Regions from separate parts of the Sus scrofa genome. Here region 2 is linked to region 1. A link is a contact called in public Hi-C data. All regions are on one chromosome and are shown on one strand. Each heading gives the region's core, a stretch centred on a gene start, on an enhancer-like site or on the middle of the called end of the contact. The rest is flanking DNA. Distances are from core to core; before and after follow the strand shown.

Region 1 (2,700 bases), core at 94-2,593:
AGTGACCTGAGGTCACTCCAAGACCTCCAGCCCTCTGAGCGTCATGGGGTTTCCAAAGGCATTCGGGGACTGAGATAGAAAGGGAACCAGAATTTCCATGACCAACCAGACGTGTGAGGTCCACTGAGCCCCTGTCCCAACGTCGTGCTGGGTGAGGACCGGAAACAGATCTGGGCGCTCAAGGAGCTGCAGCCTTGCCGGGAAACAAGAAGTCTTGTATGTGTAAAACCGGCGACAGTTTAGTGGTACCAGATGCTCAGTTCAGTCTTGGAGGCTCGTTCCAGAAGAAGCGCACAGAGGGCGGAGGCTAAGCGGGGGTGGGGCTGTGTCAGCCACAGAGGCCTGTGGGCTGCATTCTGCAGAGTCTGGTCAGAAGGGGGCCGCAGGCAGGGAGGATTTGAGCTCTGGGACCCCGAGGAGAGGGAAGGTCTGGACGCAGGATAACTGCGAGACCTGATTCTTAGCATGTCCCTAAGTGAGTTCCCCACCAGCCCACTGAGCTGCTCCGATTGGAGGGGCCCTACCTTTCCTCCCCACACGTCCGCCCAGGAGATGTCCTGAGCTGTCCCTCGGGACGGAGGCCAGTTTTGCTCGATCCACTGTGTCTGGAGCTCACTTGGCCACATAAGCCCTCAGCAGGTGACACGGCACAGTCCACCTGTTCCAGCAGTTCTGCTTTGGGACCACAGAGCCACACATAGCACAGTTCTCACCTAGAGTCTAGGTGATCCTCGAGGGCGGGTGCTCCCGGCAGATGGGGGTCACACACACACGCACATGCACACACACATACACACACACTTCCTGGGAGGCAGGGGCTTCACCGGGTTCAAAGGCAGGCAGGCTGAGTTCTAGCCCCGGGTCTCCATCTCTGCAGAGCACTGAGCTCCCTGGCAGTCTGAGCCGTGCCCCCTGCATTGCACGCACGCTGTGCTGTCCCTCACATCCCATCCTGGCCAGCTTGGTCCTCCCCACGTCCTGCCTGGTAGAGCCCCCGCCCTGCCCTGCAGCTCCAGGACACACCCCTGCAGAGAATCCTCAGTGCGCCCCTCCTCTCTCCCTGTCCCAGAGACCTGGTTGGCTTTGTCCCTGTAGCCTTTGACCCCTCCTTTACTCTCTGTGTCCGGCCGCCGCTCCATCTCCGTGTGTCTGCGTGCGTGTGCATGCCAAATGGATGCATGTGATGGGTGTGGGACAGAACGTGGTTTGCCTCTCCCATCCCTAACGCCCAGCCTCTCCGCCCCCGAGACCAAGCCCGTTACGGTCAGATCACAACCGCCCACGTGCTTGGACGAAATGCTGGGAAGCAGCCCTTGTGGTGGGGGTTTGAGTGGAGGTAGTGGAGAGCAGTTTCAGGCTATCTAGCCACCCTGTGATGTGCTGAGCACAGCAGGCACTGAAAGAAGCTTGGTTCATCTCCCTTCTGTCGATTCCACGGGATCCCACTGTCAGTCTCTGGTGGATGGATTCTGACCCGATGAGCCCTGCTCAGAGGTGGGTCCAGTGGCCAGTGAGCTAGGCTCCAGACTGAGCAGTGACCGGTCTGCTGGAGGAGGCGGGATAGGGCCACTGAGAGGTACAGCACGTGCCCCGGGGGCTCCCCTCCATCCTGCCCTGGGCGCGGTCCCCCCACAGGGGAGGGAGACCCGAGACGTTCCCTTAGCGACAGCACCGAGTCCAAGCTCTCAGCCCAAATCCCTAGGCAAGTCCTTGGCCCATATTCCATGAAGCCAGTGATGCCGCAGAGCGAGGCGCACAGCCAGCAAACCCCCACCTCTGCACTGGGCTCAGAAGCCCCTACCGGCCTCCCAGCTCCAGAGCAGAGCCCTGACGGCTCTCCCCATCTGCTTTCTTCTAGCTCCGAAGTTCCTTTAACAAAGCCTTCAGCATAAAGAAGGGGCCCAAGTCGGCGTCCTCATACTCCGACATCGAGGAGATTGCCACGCCCGACTCCTCGGCCCCCTCGTCCCCCAAGCTGCAGCACGTGTCCACGGAGACCGCCTCGCCCTCCATCAAGTCCTCCACCTCGTCCTCTGCGGGCACCGACGGCCCTGAGTAAGTGCCCCCACGGCTGGCCAGCCAATGTCCCCTCCCCAGGCTGAGAGCAGCAGGTGGACCTGAGACCTTAGACTGGTGATGGCAGCGGGAGGAGCCCTGCCCAACGCGGCTCAACGTCTGACGCCTGGCACTTCCCTGGCATCTGGCCTGACTCTCGCTTCCCTCCAGGGCCCCCACCCACTCCGCTCCCCACGCCAGGCTGTTCCACGGCAGCGAGGAGGAGGAGCCAGAGAAGAAGGAGGTGTCAGAGCTGCGCTCGGAGCTGTGGGAGAAGGAGATGAAGCTCACGGACATCCGCCTGGAAGCCCTCAACTCCGCGCACCAGCTGGACCAGCTGCGGGAGACCATGCACAACATGCAGGTCAGTGCCCGGCGGTGGCGGCCGCGGCAGGATGGGGGCCATGGCAGAACGGGGCTCCAAGGCTCCCGACCGCGCCCCCGCCCTCCGCTGCCCTTCCCGTCTGTTGTCGCCACAGCTGGAGGTGGACCTGCTGAAAGCCGAGAACGACCGGCTGAAGGTGGCCCCGGGCCCCGCAGCAGGCTCTGCTCCGGGGCAGGTCCCGGGATCATCAGCGCTGCCGTCCCCTCGCCGCTCCTTAGGCCTGGCGCTCTCCCACCCCTTCAGCCCGAGTCTTGCAGACA
Region 2 (2,700 bases), core at 24-2,523, 210 kb after region 1:
ATCTGGAATCCTTCTAGAGAACTTGCTCACCAAGCTCAGCCCTCCCCACGGCCCCCAGGATGAGAGGCACACCCCTGGGCCAGGCGCACAAGGGCCTTCCTGGTCCTTCCTCTGCTCACTCCCCAGGCTCCTCGCCCCCAACCCCCAAGTCTCCTTGCCAGGAGTCACACATCCCGCTGTCACACCCCCGTGCCTTTGCATGTGCTGCCTTTTCTCCTCTAGCACCCTTCCTTCCCTGTCATCTGTCTAGCCAGCTCACAGCCACTTTTTGAGGTCCAGTCAAAAGTCACCTCCTGTGGGAGTTCCCGTCGTGGCTCAGTGGTTAACGAATCCGACTGGGAACCATGAGGTTGCGGGTTCGATCCCTGCCCTTGCTCAGTGGGTTAAGGATCTGGCATTGCCATGAGCTGTGGTGTAGGTCGCAGACGCGGCTCAGATCCTGCATTGCTGTGGCTCTGGCATAGGCTGGAGGCTACAGCTCCGATGACACCCCTAGCCTGGGAACCTCCCTATGCCGCAGGAGCAGCCATAGAAAAGGCAAAAAGAAAAAAAAAAAGAAAGAAAAAAAAAGTCACCTCCTCTGGGATGGCTCCTGGGTCCCTCCAGGCTCCTTTGGGCTTCCTCAGCGGCCGGGCCCCGCCTTTCACAGCACACATCGTGATGGTTTCTTCACATATTTGTTCGCCCCCTGCGAAGGCTCCTTGGTGGCTGAGGTCTTTTACATTTTTGTGTATGTGTGTCTAGAACACAGTAGGTGCTCAGTAAATACCTTGTGTCTGCATCAGAACATGACATTTTAAGTCTCTGATTGTGGTTGTTCGGGGTTGCGGGGGGTGAGGAGTTGGCGTGGTCATCAGGTAAGCAGGTGGATTCCTGCCTGCTGAGAACAGCGACAGGTAAAATGTCTGGAGTCGGGGAGTTCTCGTTGAAGCTCAGTGGTTAATGAATCTGACTAGTATCCTTGAGGATGCAGGTTCGATCCCTGGCCTTGCTCAGTGGGTTAAAGATCCAGTGTTTCCGTGAGCTGGGGTGTAGGTTGCAGACAGGGCTCAGATCTGGCATTGCTGTGGCTGTGGTGTAGGCGGGCAGCTGTAGCTCTGATTCGACCCCTAGCCTGGGAACCTCCATATGTCGTGGGTGTGGCCCTAAAAAGCAAAAAAAAAAAAAAAGGTCTGGAGTCAGATCCAGGCCCCGGGCCAGCTTGGCTCTGCAGTGAGTGACTGACCTCAGCAAATCTCTGACTTGGGGTATGGTGCTAAAGGCACCTGCCCCGAAGAGATGTGGTGACGCTTACCCCAGAAACCAGCTCAGTTCGGGGCGTTGTCAGGCTCCTAAATGACAGTGGTGTTGGACTGGGTGCTGCCTCGGGGTCATCTGCTGGAGTTGGGGTGGAGCCCTGCCTCTGCCCTGCGGGCCGGGGTCTTCAGGGTTGGGGACAGCTGGCCTCTGCTGCGGAGCTAATCCAGAAGGGCAGCTAATCGCGCTCTGTGCCCAGCAGAGGGCCCTGCCTGGCCCAGCCAGGGCGGGAGGGAGCTGCTGGGCCCCCGGAGCAGGCTGGCAATGCCAGACGCCTGGTGGGGGCGGACCCAGCGGCCAGCTGCCTGTCTCAAGTCAGCCCGGCACTCGGTCCGGCCTCACCTCCTCTCGTGGACAGCTGCCTCCCGCTCGTCCGGCCATGCGGTGGCTGTGGCCGCTGGTCGTCTCTCTCGCCGTGGCGTCAGCTGTGGGGCCCCGCAGAATCCCCGGGGGCGCCGCCCTGCAGCGGGGCCGGTCTGTGCGAGGCACCGAGGAGGAGGAGGAGGGGGCCAAGGGGGTGCAGCAGTATGTGCCCGAGGAGTGGCCTGAGTACCCCCGGCCCATCCACCCTGCCGGCCCCCAGCCCACTGAGCCCGGGGTGGCCACCAGCCCCCACCCGGACGGGGCTGTGCGCGCTGGGGGCAATGCGACAGGGACGCCGGGCCGGCCGCTGCAGATGCAGAACCCCCTATACCCAGTGACCGAGAGCTCGTATGGGGCCTACGCGGTGCTGCTCCTGGCCCTGGTGCTGTTCGCCGTGGGCATCGTGGGGAACCTGTCGGTCATGTGCATCGTATGGCACAGCTACCACCTGAAGAGCGCCTGGAACTCCATCCTCGCCAGCCTGGCCCTCTGGGACTTCCTGGTCCTCTTCTTCTGCCTCCCTGTCGTCGTCTTCCACGAGATCACCAAGCAGAGGCTGCTGGGCGATGCTTCTTGCCGGGCGGTGCCCTTCGTGGAGGTGAGTGTGTCTCCAGCCATGGGGCGGCCAGATGGGCTAGGAGGCCTGCAGGCTGGGACCCTGTCTTGCTTCTTGTCCCCTCCAGGTTGGACTGGAGACAAATGCGGAGTACGCTCCTGGTGGCTCTCAGGTCCCGAGCAGGCCCTGGGTTCCAGCCCCAGCCTGGCCTCTTGCCTCTGAGGGCCCCAAGGCAGTGTCCCCGCTTCTCTGTATGCAGGGCGGTCCCTCCCCTGCCTAAACCCTCCTCCATCTTTCCACCCAAGAGACGGCTTTGTCCTTTGTGCGGCTCCTTTTTCTCCCTCTGAGCTGCCCGTTTACCCCGCACTTTCCTGCCTCCTGAAGCAGCGCCTGAAGGCAGATTCCAATTTCCCACAGACCCCACCCCCTACTCTGGCCCAGTCAGGTCCATATGTATGCCCGCCCCCCCCGGGGTGGGGGGGGAG

What was found. A called contact is a pair of places that touch in the nucleus more often than the background predicts.
Region 2: a Hi-C map of omental adipose tissue shows a contact between it and region 1, with 1.6 times the contacts expected there. The contact joins the promoter of GPR37L1 here to the enhancer-like site in region 1. A contact is called at or near these places in 1 of 5 promoter capture datasets (liver) and 15 of 47 Hi-C or Micro-C datasets (adipose tissue, alveolar macrophages, brain and 9 more).

What each region holds. Positions count from the first base shown.
Region 1 is chr10:24,090,913-24,093,612 of Sscrofa11.1, forward strand. NAV1 (neuron navigator 1) reads left to right here. Exons shown (of 31, transcript XM_021064517.1): 19 at 1,859-2,055; 20 at 2,227-2,419; 21 at 2,535-2,700. Among named protein-coding and RNA genes, the nearest start is that of IPO9, 18 kb to the right of the region's middle. Within about 2 kb of position 1,344, at least 3 of the 83 cell types and tissues checked have an H3K27ac peak or open chromatin away from gene starts, as enhancers often do. A contact at or near this core is called in omental adipose tissue, where this site is marked.
Region 2 is chr10:24,305,458-24,308,157 of Sscrofa11.1, forward strand. It overlaps GPR37L1 (prosaposin receptor GPR37L1), which reads left to right and starts at 1,274. Exons shown (of 2, transcript XM_021064532.1): 1 at 1,274-2,257. The coding sequence starts at 1,676.